Linked DNA regions of Mus musculus: region 2 is linked to region 1. Evidence: chromatin contacts called from public Hi-C data. All regions are on one chromosome and are shown on one strand. The core of a region is the stretch at or near the end of the contact, and the rest is flanking DNA. Distances in the headings are between cores, read along the strand shown. Region 1 holds the start of Mrpl40 (mitochondrial ribosomal protein L40). Region 2 holds the start of Abcc5 (ATP-binding cassette, sub-family C (CFTR/MRP), member 5).

Region 1 (6,633 bases), core at 1,618-4,117:
AACAAGAAAGCTGTCCGCAGCCCTAACTCCACGAGCTTAGTCCACTGTCTTCCCGAGGACGGTATGGGTCCTATCAATTCCAGGAAGGACAGGGATCTACTAAGAGGAACTGTTGATTCTTTCTTTTTGTTGGTGGGGTGGGGTGGGTGGTTCTGAGACAGGGTTTCTCTGTAGCCCTGGCTGTCCTGAACTCACTCTGTAGACCAGGCTGGCCTTGTCAAACTGTCTCTGCCTCCCAAGTGTTGATATTAAAGGGGTGTGCAACCACTGCCCAACTTTTTTTTTTTTTTTAACTTTTATTCTTACACAGTCCTAGCTTGCCTTTAACTGGCTATGTTGTCAAGGATGTCCTTGAACTCTGATCCTACTGTCTCTACCTCCAGACTTCCAGCCTAGTTATTTTCTACTACTCCCAGTATTCTGGTGCTGGGGATTAACTTAAGGCTTTGTGCATGCTAGGCAAGGATCCAATAAACCAAGCTACATTCTTAGCTTGGAAGTGCCAGTCTGTGATTCAGGTGTATCTTAAAGCTGCCCTGAGAAGTGAACGTGCTGAACTAAGGGAGTAAAAGCTCATTCACATTTGAAATGAATTTGTGATTTACAAAATGCTTCAAGACTAAAAGAGACAGGACAGTAAAAATGACTGCCAGATTTTTTTTTTTTTAAATCAGTTTCTGGGGTGTTGAGAGGGCTCCGTGGTTAAGAACACTTGCTGCTCTTGCCGAGGATCTAGGTTTTGTTCCCAGCACTCACATGGCAGCTTACAACCATCATTGATTCTGGTTCCAAGGGATCTGGGACCCTCTTCTGGCCTTTGTGGGCACCATGCATGTAGACATAACACATTACAAAATTAGCCATGTCCTAAAGCTTTGGCAAGTATCTGATTTACTTTTAGGAACACACTTCCCAGGCTAAATGTGGCATTAGGAATAATCAAATTTGAAGCTGGAGAGATGACTTAGGAGTTACAAGGAGTGCTTGCAGATCTTAAACACTGGAGTTTGGTTCCCAGAACCCACATCAGGGGCTCACAACTGTTTGTAACTAGGAGAGCTATAACCCCTGACTGGCTTTGGGCACCCCAAACACATGTGTATACATATGTCAGGAACATAAACATTAAAAAAAAAAAACCCTTAAAGCAAACCTTTTAGCAATAAACTAAATAAAGCCCCAAGAAAGCATCCAAAGTTCCTAGAGTAACTATTATTAGTCTTTGAACCTTTCTCCCACTCAGTGAATCAGAATGAGCAGGGAAGAGCAAGGCCTATGGAAATACAGAAGTTAAGATATGCCCTTTGAAACACATAAGACTCCTTAAATCTAGCTGCTACTTATTTAAACTACTCAAGTAGCAATACATATATGCTATGCTATCATAGTACAGAGCTCCTTCAAAGGACAGAGGCATCCACTTAAATTTAACTATTAGTTCCACAGACTGAAATCTGCTTGCTAACCCAAGGTTGGGCACTCTTGCTTTGTTTTGGTCATATGCATACACGTGTTTCTCATACCCCAAGAGCTAAGGGTTATGCTGGATTTTACCTCATGGGGATGAGATCCCAGAAGGCCAGTAAGGAAGCTCTCTGGTGGGTGTGTCTGACGTGTGCCTGGCAGGTTCCAGGGATCCTGAAGGAGAGAAGGGTATGTATAAAGATCTGGGGAAAGAGAAGGCACATACACATAACTATAGGTCTTCCTAAAACCCGGAGGATGTTTGTAAGTATCTATTTTGTATTTTTTTCAGACAAAAGTCTCCCTAATTCGGGCTATCTTGCAACTTGAGACAATTTTCTTGCCTCAGCTGCTCCACCATGTCTAGTTCATTTGTATTAGGCCAGCAAGGTCAAAGTGAGGAATTTACAGAACTCTGTTTCTCACTGGGGCAGAGCCTTTACTTGCTCTGGCAGGATCTTCTTCTTCTTCTCCTTCTTCTTCCGTCTCTCTGTTTCTTTCTGTCTCTCTCTCTCTCCCCTTCTCTGTCCCCTCTCTTTCTCTGCCTCTACTCTCTTCTCAATTCCCCTTCCCATACCCACAAATAAACTCTATTCTATACTAGACCTGTCTAGTATATGACTGGTACCTCGAGGAAGGAAGGAGGGATGCTTCAGTGTGGACCACTGAGTAAAGTACCCCCTCCCACTGTACTATACGTCCCTTCTATAAAACATATCCTTGGATTTTTAAAAACACATTGCTCTTCTTCCTTTTTTTTTTTTTTTTTTTTTTTTTGGGTTTTTTTGAGACAGAGTTTCTCTGTAAAGCCCTGGCTGTCCTGGAACTCCCTTTGTAGACTGGGCTGACCTCGAACTCAGAAATCCGCCTGCCTTTGCCTCCCAAGTGCTGGGTTTAAAGGCGTGCTCCACCACGCCCGGCGTCTTTTTCTTCTTTTTAAAAATGGGGTGTAATATAGCCAGGTTTGTATGCAGCTGTTACGACCTTGACTTTCTGACCTAGCCTCCACCTCCATAGTGCTGGGGTTGCAGGAGTAGGCCACCACTTAAGCACGACTTAGGCTTCACACTTGTTAGGCAAATAGCCTGTTAAGTGAGTACACTTCCAGTTCGGATTTTCATCCGCAACAGATGCGGTAGGCTCATGCCCAGAAATAATCTGCGAGCACTAGCGAGCAGCTACGGGGCAAAGCCCGCGCACGCGCCCTGGGTATTCTGCCACCCGCGGCTACACTCACCAGCTCCGAGGCCGCAGAGCCCGCGCAGCACACAGCATCACCCCGGTAGCCATAGTTTTTCACGCCACCCGCTGGCGGGCAGCTTCCGGGAGCACGCCCCTGGGCGGTCCGACCTGAGGTACCCGGTCGGGTCTGGCAGGCCTCGGCCCGGAACTCGCGGGTCTGGGATTCCGAGAGGCGGGCCCGCAGCTGGCCCCGCCCCCGACGCAGCCCCGCCCCGGGCAAGCAACGGTGGCTTCGCCGCGCCCTTTTGCGGGCGTCCCGCCTTCTGTGGATGCTGCGGTGTTTTCCTGCTCTCTGCTCCGCCTGGCCTATGTGTTTACATCTATGAAAACGCCCCGCTCTTCTAATAAATGCGCCCGTCTGGCCCCCTATCCTTCACCAGCCTAGTTCTTTTATGCATGCAATCGAGCTCAGGGCCCGCTGCCGTCTGCCGCTAGATGCATGCTGGCGCCCGCCCGGCTGGCGCTCGCGAGATGCCCAATAGCGCGAATTGATGGATGGCGGAAGCTAGTTACTAAGCTGGACTCGGAGCCGCGGAGGTAGAACTAGAGATCTGCACACCACCCTGGTTCTGCATCGCCGGGCGGGATCTCAAGGCTTTGCCAGCCTGCTCACACCGACCCTCATCGGCGACCACATCAGTGGCAGCGGAGTATCCCCGTCCTCCCCCCCCTGTCTACCGAAGAACCGAGGCGGCCCGGTCCGCGTAGGGAGCGGTTTCCCGCCGGGGCGATTTGGCAGGTGCGCGCCGTGACTTCCGGCGTTGCCCGGGAGCCGCCGGAGGAGGAGCGGCGCAGGGGATGCGGCTGTGGCGGCGGCGGCGGCGGCCGAGCGCAGGAGGCGGCTGTGGCGGCGGCTGGGGGCACGGGCCGGCGATGGCGCGGCGGCGCTGAGGGCAAGGGTGGGCGGCGGCCGGAGGGCGGGCGGCGCGGGAGGAAGCTGCGGCAGCTCCATGGCCCAGGCGTGCTGAGGGACACGGCTCTGGCTTCAGCCCGGCAGCGGCCGAACAATGAAGCTCTTGAAGCCAACCTGGGTCAACCACAATGGTGAGTGCACGCAGGAGTCGTGGGCGGCCGAACCTGCATCGGGGTGGGGTCTGGGATTGGCTTGCGGCGGTGCTCAAGTCCTGCCCACCTTGTCCAGACGCTGGTGCCGGGTGCTGGAGCTGCAGAACGGGCAGGAGCAGACTTTGTCCCCGGCTCTGGGACACCGGCGAGCCCGGGCACGTGCTTCGGGCTGGTTGCAGCGAAGTCCGCCTTTGCCTCAGGCAATGGCGCTGTGTCCTGCGCCGCCCACCCTTAATCTGGGATGCCTGGCTCTGGTGAGCCGGCTTGGGTACCGACCTGGTGCTGCCATCCGGCTTCACCATCCAGTATGTGCTCAGATGGTTGTGAGTATGAAACTGGGGCGACATCCCCCTTGTGGCCTTTCAGCGGCTCGGTGAATCTGCATGAGATACTTACTGGCTGTATTGCCCTTTCTGAGGCCTGGAGTTTGTGACAGTGCCCCCACTCGGGCTATTGCGATCCTGGAATGGGAAGGGCCTGGGCTCAGGTCCTACGGAGGACCACGAAAGAACCACGTTTAATGTAAGGATTGGGGCTTCAGATGACTAAGATTGGGGCCAGTGGTGCACAGGAGACAAGCGACTTTGGATCCGTGATAGTGACTTCAAATAGCAGATTCCTACACCCTGGTGGAGAAAGCAGCCGGTGGCATCCAGTTTTGTCGAGAACTACTGCAGGAGGTTGTTTGCTCTCTGCCGAGCGAGTGAGGAAGAGCTAGAGCCTTTCCCCCCAGCTAGTACTTGAGTCTCTGGAAGGACCCGAAGGAAGCACGAGGAAGCAGCCAAGCTCTGCTGAAAGAGGAAGGGTCTTTCCTCCTTTCTACTTTGTATTGCATCTAGAGGGAGCTACAGTTGTGTGTGTGTTTTTGTGTGTGTGTGCGCGCGCCCGCGTAAAAGAAGGCAAGTAGATGCATTTTTCTCTTTTTAAAAATCCACGTGGCCAAATTTAAAAAAAAATTGGTCCTGGGTGCTTTTTATTCACAGCCGAACTTTTTTTTTTTTTTTTTTTTTTTTTTTGGAGGGGGAGGGGGCGTTCACAAGGAAGATCGTAGACGTAGACTGGGTACGACATGCTCTCTACATTAAACAGTATGATTCTGAAGTTCAGCTAAGAACAGATTTTAAAGTTTGGAGCCTAGTCCGAGCAGTGGTGGAGCACACCTTTAATCCCAGCACTCAGGAGGCAGAGGCAGGCGGATCTCTGAGTTCAAGGCCAGCCTGGTTTACAGAGTGAGTTCCAGGACAGCCCGGGCTACACAGAGAAACCCAGTCTCGAAAACACACACACACACACACACACACACACACACACACAAGTTTGGAGGCAAGAAGGTTCAAAGTTCATTTGAAATCTAGGTGATGGGGAGGGGAAAGAATATGATAGAACCATACTGTATGAAAAAATTTTTTTTGTTTTTGTTTTTTTGTTTTTTGTTTTTTTTTGAGCCAGGGTTTCTCTGTATAGCCCTGGCTGTCCTGGAACTCACTCTGTAGACCAGGCTGGCCTCGAACTCAGAGATCAACCTGCCTCTGCCTCCCAAGTCCTAGGATTAAAGGCATGCACCACCACCACCTGGCATGAAAATTTTTTTAAGTAAAAAAATCTAAGTGATGATTATTCATGATAAAAGATGTTGAGACTTAAGCAAACTTCTCTTTTTTTTTTTTTTAATTTAAAGGCACCCTCTTTCTCTATATTGCCTTTACCTTGGAGATGGTGTTATTACATGTCACTGCCAAGCATGCCTTTAAAGATGATGGTAATGAGAGGTGGGGAGTGGCTTCCTAGCCAGGTCCTGAAGAGTAGTAGCTGGTAGAGTCAAGTTTCCTTTGGATGAATAAATAGAAGCCCTACTGCACTGGAGGGGATCGTACTTCCTGGCTTTCTCACTCAGCATTTCCTGTCTCCTTATATATACAGCATGAACTCTTGGGGTCTGAGAGTTCAGAGAGGGGAGGAAAAGAGAACAAGGCAAGGTAGGCAACTAGAAGAGTTAAAAGCAGAAAGAGAGGTGTTTGTTGGTCTTCAGATTTTGGCCCAGTACTAGAGAAACCTCTCAGAAAGGATATCTCAGCCCCAGCATGATTGCCATTTTTAGTCACAACTGTTTTAGGGGCTGTCCTGTGTATTGTGTGATCTTTACTTAGATGTCAGCAGTATCTACCACCATAACTGTCCATTTACCTCTACCAAAAATATCTGGATATTGCTGATGCTCATTGATAGGCCATATCATCTCCAGCTGAAATGTTCTGGTTATCAGCATTTTTGTTTGTTTGTTTTTTTTCGAGATAGGGTTTCTCTGCATAGTCCTGGCTGTCCTGGACCTCACTCTGTAGACCAAGCTGGCCTTGAACTCAGAAATCCACCTGCCTCTGCCTCCCAAGTGCTGGGATTAAAGGTGTGTGCCACCATGCCTGGTCTATAAGATGCAATCTTATTGACTATATTTTACTTATTTATTTTTTGAGACAAGATCTCACTGTCTAGCCCTGGTTTTCTTGGAACTCTCCCAGTAGACCATGCTGGCCTAGAACTCACAGAGATCCTCCTGCCTCTGTCTTTCAGTTGCAGAGATTAAAGGCATGCACCATCATACCTGGCCATACACATTTACTTTAATCATGGCCAAAATAAGTTTCACTGCTAAGTAAGCTTATATCCTGGGCTCTAGTTATGGTGGCATACACCTATAGTTATGGTACTTGGGGCAGGCTGAGGCAGAAAGATTGAACTACAAAGGGCTTATCTCCAAGTGTAGATGAGTCTCTGCAGAGAATGTTAATAACAGAGATGGTGTTCTTGGACAGTCAGGATCAAAAAGCTCAAGCATTCCATTTGGAGACATAGTGTATGCTGCAT
Region 2 (6,633 bases), core at 1,075-3,574, 1.5 Mb after region 1:
CAATGAGGGCTGGACTGGCCATTTTGCTTATCAGAATTCTGGTTCAAGCACTGGAAGTTGATACAGATAAGTTGTTTATTTAAGACAGAAAGAAAGAAAGAAAGTAAGAAAGAAAGAAAGAAAGAAAGAAAGAAAGAAAGAAAGGAAGAAAGAAAGAGCACCTAGCCCAATGACTGTGTACACTATAAACAAAACCAAAACCAGCTTACTAAGCAAAAACAACGCTTGTGGCTCTGGCTCTTCCGAAAGCCAAGCTATAAACAGATCTGGCATCTGCCATTGTCATCTGGAAGAGGAAGATTACTCGCTACTTTAAAAATAGGCAAGAGGGGGCTGGGGAAGCTTAAAAGGGAGGAGCCCAAGGGACCCCATTCACAACACCAAACACATCAAGAACAACAGGGAAAGTTATCGAAGAACTGTACGAGGCAATGTTTTTTCTCAGTTGTGTGTGTTCAATCATATATTATGAAGCGGAACCGGTAAAGTGTACACACAGACTGTGGTAGCAAAGACAGTTTTGACAGAAACAACTGTTTTCCTAATGGTGAGATAAGATAGGACTTCAGTGGCCTATTCTAACTTCCCTAACCTTCCAGACAAAGCGAGTTTCTATAAGAATGGGGTATGGGGAATCGTTGTCCCCATGATCTTCACCAATGTCATAGCTTCACTTTCAATAAATAAATAAATAAAGGTGCAGCACCTTAAAGTATGCAAACACCTGAGTAGCCATAAAGTTACTGTTTCTTCACACTGAACACAAGGAGACCACCATCTTCTGTGTGTCTGGGATATGACAAGAAGAACACACAGAAGCCGGTAGAGTAGGGCTAAGGTGAATATGGATATGAAGCAATCAACTAAGAAAGGATTACTACACCAGGACCCTCTCCAGCCCAAAGAGCAATTCATACTTCCCATTTTCTAGACAACTCCCTTGCAGCTAATGTAAAGTCTTTTTATAAAACTAATGCTAACTTAGGCTCAGTGATAAAAGCATGTAGGCCAGAGGTTCTTTCCAGTCCCCAGCCCTGCCAAATCCAAAGGAAAGGGTGTGTGTATCAGGACTAGGAAAACCTGGCATATTTTGGTTTAAGCCAGCACTATAAAGGGAGAAAGAAGAATAAACAAAGTGGGGACTCTCACATTAGTACCCCGACTCAAAACTGACAGGGTTGGGGGCCACCTGGTTTTGCTCTAAAATTCTCTTTCCAGTGAAGAGGGGTGGATGTGACGATTCTGCAGGGGGGAGGGGCATTGTGTAGGCCTGGAGAACTGTAACTAACCAGGTTGGTGTTTCCAAGTTCTGTTATCGCAACATCTCTCAGGTTTTAGGCGCCTCAGGAAGCTCCTTCAGGCCCTGCAGCTACTGGAAGCTACTGGAAGCTACAAGGAAGCTGAACCACTTATCACGCCCCCCCCACCTCTCCCCCAGGGCCCACCTGTGCCTCCAAGCTCCCTCACCTGTCACTTACTCCAGAGACCCCAGTAAAACCCATCCATTTCTCCCTTCGGAACTCAAGACTTCCCCGGTCATTCCTGTGCCCACCTGCATCGAGACTCCCACATCTGTACGAAAACACCAAATCCAGGTGTTATAAACACAAAGCCACTAGCTCCTTTGCGTGTCAGCACCGAAAAGGACACTGGTGACAGAAGATCTAGGCTCCCATCTCTACCTCGGCTTCGCTGTGTGTGCTGATGCCACGTACCTCCACATACCAGTAGCAAAACAAACAAACAAAAAACAAAACAAAACATAGATAATGACTTACGTAGTAAGTGGCTGACAGCCTCCAGTCCCGGAGGGAGGTTGGGGCTTCTCTCTGGACAGCTCCGCCACCCGGCCCTAGGGCGTTCCCATGCCAGCCCCGGGCCTGCGAGCACAGGCTCCACGACCCACCCACAGCGAACGCAGCTCCCCCTGGTGGCCGCGCGGAGAGTGGAGCCGGCCGTGACCACCCATCAAACCTCCCCTCCTGCCTTCTAACATCTAGACCTCCGCACAGCCCGCGAGGTCGCCAACAAGCCGGGGACCGCGCGAGATCGGAACGAGACAGGCCCCGTTTCTCCCGTCCGAGGCTTCCCACCGCCCACCCCGCCTTGGAGAGCCCAAAGAAGTGAGCCCGTGACAGCCTCCGACACTGCATGAAAAAGGCGTGAACCGTCACCTACCTGCACCCCAGCCTCCCCACACGAGAGCAAACAGCCCGGGCACGCTCGCGAACATCGGACCCTGAGCAAAACAAGCCTTTATAGCGGCATAGTCCCCCACAACGCGCAAGCGCGATGCACAAAGCTTGCGCAAGACCGAAGGGAATCGTAGTCCCTCATCCGGCAGCCCCCAGCGCCGCACACCGCAAAAGACTACGTTTCCCAGAAGCACCGCTGGTGCCCGGGATGGGGTGCAGGCTGCTCACAGTACCCGCGCGCATCTCGTGCTGCCCCATCCTTCCCCGGTTTCTGATGCCCAGTCTGGAACCTTCTCTGCCTTAGTCACGGGGGCTGGGCAGGCGGGTCGGGGTAGCCGGTGGCGCTGTATTCTCTGACAGCCAGAGGTTCAAAGTCAGGAACTTCCAAATCTATGCGGCGGTTCCACGTGCCAGAAAACATCGTGAAGGTCATCATAGCCTGCTTCTGTCCAGCCCCAACTCTTAGCTGTGGTGTCACTTAATGGGTGCATGAGTCCTCCACGTTCTGCATGAATGGTACCTTTGGATCTTTTCTCTTACCCATCTATCTCAGCTTCTTGACTTCTAAGTAGTGAAATGCCAGAATCGCAATTTCCAAAGTGACAAGGGATGTCAAAATGATATACTAACTAATCAATCTATTTTTATAAATAAATGTAAAGCTCCCGAGGCATTAGTCGTTTTATTTTTTCTATTTTATCTATTTTAGTATCATAATATAAAGACTACTCTATTGCATGCCTCCCAACCTTTAAACTACCCGGGGCTTGTTTATGGTTACCCATTTAAGGGATTTAAAAAGAAAGTAAACTGGATTGTCCATCATACAACTACCTAGTTAGCTACTGTGAACACTAATGTCATAAAGCTGGACTTATTGACAGGATGTATATTTGACACACAGAAAGCTCAGGAAGATAGGCAGTGTTCAGAGCTGGGCTTTCAGGAAGTTGGATCATGAAGACTCTGAGTTAATGAACGGTTTAATATTGACTGATTGTTCCATGTCACTATTAGAAGCTAGTAGAATATGAGGACTTGGAGGCTTGTTAAAGGAAGTTGGTCCCTGGAAGTATACCTTTGAGAGATGTGTGTTACCCCTTCCTGTCATGATGTTCAGCCTTGTGCCGAGCACACACTAACAAAACCAGTTCACCATGGATAAAAACCTGAGCCAAAATAAGTATTTTCTCCTTTAAGTTCATGTTTTCTCCGGTATTTGTCATATTGTCATAATAACAAAAAGCTGATTATGTTTCACTATTTTAAAATTAAGATATATATTGTTGGGGTCAAGGAGTCGCCAGACAAACCACCAAACACTGATCTCAGGCAGACAGGGATAGTTTATGGAGCGTATGTCCTGGGACTGACTGATCAGGGTCAAAGACCAGACTCAGGAGCTGACTGCAACCTCGAGCCAGAATCTACAGAGCTTTTTAAGTCTGAAATCCACAAACATCTGTGTCAAGTTCTTCCACCAATCAGGATTTAGGGATAAGGACTTCCTCTGGAGCAGGTCTTTGTTGTACACGTATCCTGTTCCCATTGGTTGGGGGATCAACTTGCATTGCCTAACATCCATGCCTTAACTTGCCAACCAGGATATCAGTTACCCATGTCCATATCTTTTTCTGCCATGTAGGATGTCAAACCCCAAAGAGTTCTTAGGAATTTAAAACTATTAAACCCCTACTCAAAATGGAAGTCTTATTCCAAATAACTTCTTACATTGGTGCAGGAGAAGCTTATAAAAGCAAAAACCATAAAGGCTCATTCACCAGTGCGGGACGTGCTTGCTGTAGCTAACTATACAAAGCAGTTCTTACTGACCTTTGTTGTGATTGGTTTCCAAGAGCATCAAAGCACATAACATAATAGAGTATGAGCCGGGCGTGGTGGCGCACGCTTTAATCCCAGCACTTGGGAGGCAGAGACAGGCAGATTTCTGAGTTCTAGGCCAGCCTGGTCTACAGAGTGAGCTCCAGGACAGCCAGGGCTATACAGAGAAACCCTGTCTCGAAAGAAAAAAAAAAAAAAACATAACAGAGTATGCAATCAACTCGTGCATGAGAAAGTTTCCTTGTAACAGTAATAACAACATAAAGTGGCTGGACCGGCAGCAGCTACTCGGGCCTTGACATATGTGAGATGTCATTAATTGAAAAGATGAGCCACAAGTTATAACTGGTTTTTCTTTCTTTAATTGAGGTAGAATCTCTGGGATTTCAGAAGCTGAACTTGCCAAGTAGGCAAAGGTGACCAGCACCTTTGGTCCTCCTGTCTACCTCCATAGTGCTGGAATTACGGGTGATAAACAGTGCTGGTGACTAAGCCCAGCATGAGAGGCAAGCTCTCTGGCAACTGAATTACATCTCTGTAAGTGTTGGTCTGTTTGTTTGCTTGTTTGTTCGTATTTATTTATTCAGTTTTCATCCCCATCACTGTCTCCTTCCCAGTCACCTCCTCCCACAAACCTTCCCCATCCCTCCTCCCCTTCTGCTCTGAGCAGGTGGGGGTCCCCTATGGTGTCTCCCAATCCTGGTACATCAAGTCTCTGAAAGAATAGGTGTTTACTCTCCCACTGAGGCCAAACAAGGCAGCCCAGCTACAAGAACATATCCCACATATAGGCAACAGCTTTTGGGATAGCCCCCGCTCAGTTCTTCAGGGCCCACACAAAGACCAAGCTGCACATCTGCTACATATGTGCAGAGAGGCCTAGGTCCAGCCTATACATGTTCTTTGGGTGGTGGTTCGGTCTCTGAGAACCCCAAGGGTCCGGGTTAGTTAATTCTGGTGGTTTTTCCTATGGAGTTCCTATCCCATTAGGGGCTGCAGTCCTTTCTCCTATTCTACCCTAAGAGTCCCTAAGCTCCATCCACTGTTTGGCTGTGGGTGTCTATATCTGTCTGAGTCAGCTGCTGGGTGGAGACTCTCATAGGACAGCCATACTGGACTCCTGTCTGCAAGCATAACAGAGTATCATTAATAATGTCAGGGATTGGTGCTTGTCCATGGGATGGGTCTCAAGTTGGGCTGGTCAATGGTGGGCTGTTCCCTCAGTCTCTTCTCCATCTCTAATCCCTGTTTTTCTTGTAGGGTAAGTGTTGCTGGAAATATTAAAAATGAACAAGCTCACTCCGCTCTTGTGCCAGCATCTCTCTGCCCCGGCTGCCTGGCCATCCATGCACTGGCAGGCAATGACTGGCCTGATTTTATCTTGTGGAGACTCTCTGACTCAGAACTCCAAAATCTCTCCACCCAGCTCACTAAGTTCCCAGTGGTGGGTCGTTACCATGCCAGCCTCATGCCACAACCTCTGTGGTACACCTCAGGCAAACCCACACTTTGCCACAGTCCCTTTCTCTCTTGAACCCAGACAAGCCACTGCGTGAAGTAAAACACAACACAAACTTAGTTCAGAAACAATGGTAGGGGGTTGGTGAGATGGCTCAGCGGGTAAGAGCACTGACTGCTCTTCCAAAGGTTCTGAGTTCAAATCCTAGCAACCACATGGTGGCTCTTAACCACCCATAATGAGATCAGACTCTCTCTTTTGGTGTGTCTGAAGACAGCTACAGTGTACTTATGTATAATAACAAATCAATCTTTAAAAAAGAAAAAAGAAACAATGGTGACTCAATTGCTGGGCACAACTAAATTCCTAACTTGCAAGCCTTATTAAATCTAAATCCTGATGGATCCACCACTAAACCAGGAGACACTCATAATTACATCTTGTCCTAATGCTATCCCTGTCCAAAAGGACCTAACTCTCTCCTGCTTCCTCTCTTCCTCTGTCCAACCCGGAAGTCCCTCCAACCCATTCACCCAGGGACTGGCTCCTTTATTCATTAGGGGATTGGTTCACAAGAAGTTACATGAGTATGACTCACTCCTTGTCCACAACCCCTCTGAGGAGAGCAGAATTAGCATCAACATACAAACAGGACCAGGCCCATCCACAGCAGGTAAGTTTTGGGTTGAAAGTTTTGTGGGTGGATTGGTATCCCTACCACTCTGGGGTTCCTGCCTGCCCGCAGGAGGCAGCCTCCCCAGTCTCCATACCCCCAATGCTGTGTGTCACAGCTAGAGACAATCCCATTGGTTCTTGGGTGGCTCCTCTATCCCAGGTCTCTGTCTCTTCCTGAAGATGCCTGCCCCTGACAGTTACAGATTTCCATGGATTCTCATGGACATCTGGTCATCCTCCCTCCACACACCCAATGCAAATCCTTCCCCTCTCCCCTCCCAATTCTCTCTCCAACCCTGTTCCCTCCCTCCGTCTTCCAACACCATTCCATTTCTCCTTCCAAGTAAGGCTCAAGGATCCTTGCTTGTGCCCTTTCTCCTGTCCAGCCTCCTTAGGTCTATGGAGTATATACCATGGGCATCCTGTATTTTATGGCTAATATTTTCTTGTAAGTACAAGTAA

What was found. Hi-C and Micro-C count contacts between places; a contact is called where the count stands out from the background.
Region 2: a Hi-C map of muscle stem cells shows a contact between it and region 1, with 3 times the contacts expected there. The contact joins the promoter of Abcc5 here to the promoter of Mrpl40 in region 1. A contact is called at or near these places in 2 of 39 promoter capture datasets (cranial neural crest and embryonic stem cells), 2 of 484 Hi-C or Micro-C datasets (embryonic stem cells and muscle stem cells) and 4 of 115 datasets of contacts at active chromatin or transcription factors (astrocytes, embryonic stem cells and neural tube).

The regions. Positions count from the first base shown.
Region 1 is chr16:18,873,770-18,880,402 of GRCm38.p6, forward strand. It overlaps Mrpl40 (mitochondrial ribosomal protein L40), which reads right to left and starts at 2,868. Exons shown (of 4, transcript NM_010922.2): 1 at 2,702-2,868; 2 at 1,555-1,638. The coding sequence starts at 2,754. It overlaps Hira (histone cell cycle regulator), which reads left to right and starts at 2,981. Exons shown (of 25, transcript NM_010435.2): 1 at 2,981-3,750. The coding sequence starts at 3,714.
Region 2 is chr16:20,424,070-20,430,702 of GRCm38.p6, forward strand. It overlaps Abcc5 (ATP-binding cassette, sub-family C (CFTR/MRP), member 5), which reads right to left and starts at 2,325. Exons shown (of 30, transcript NM_013790.2): 1 at 2,179-2,325.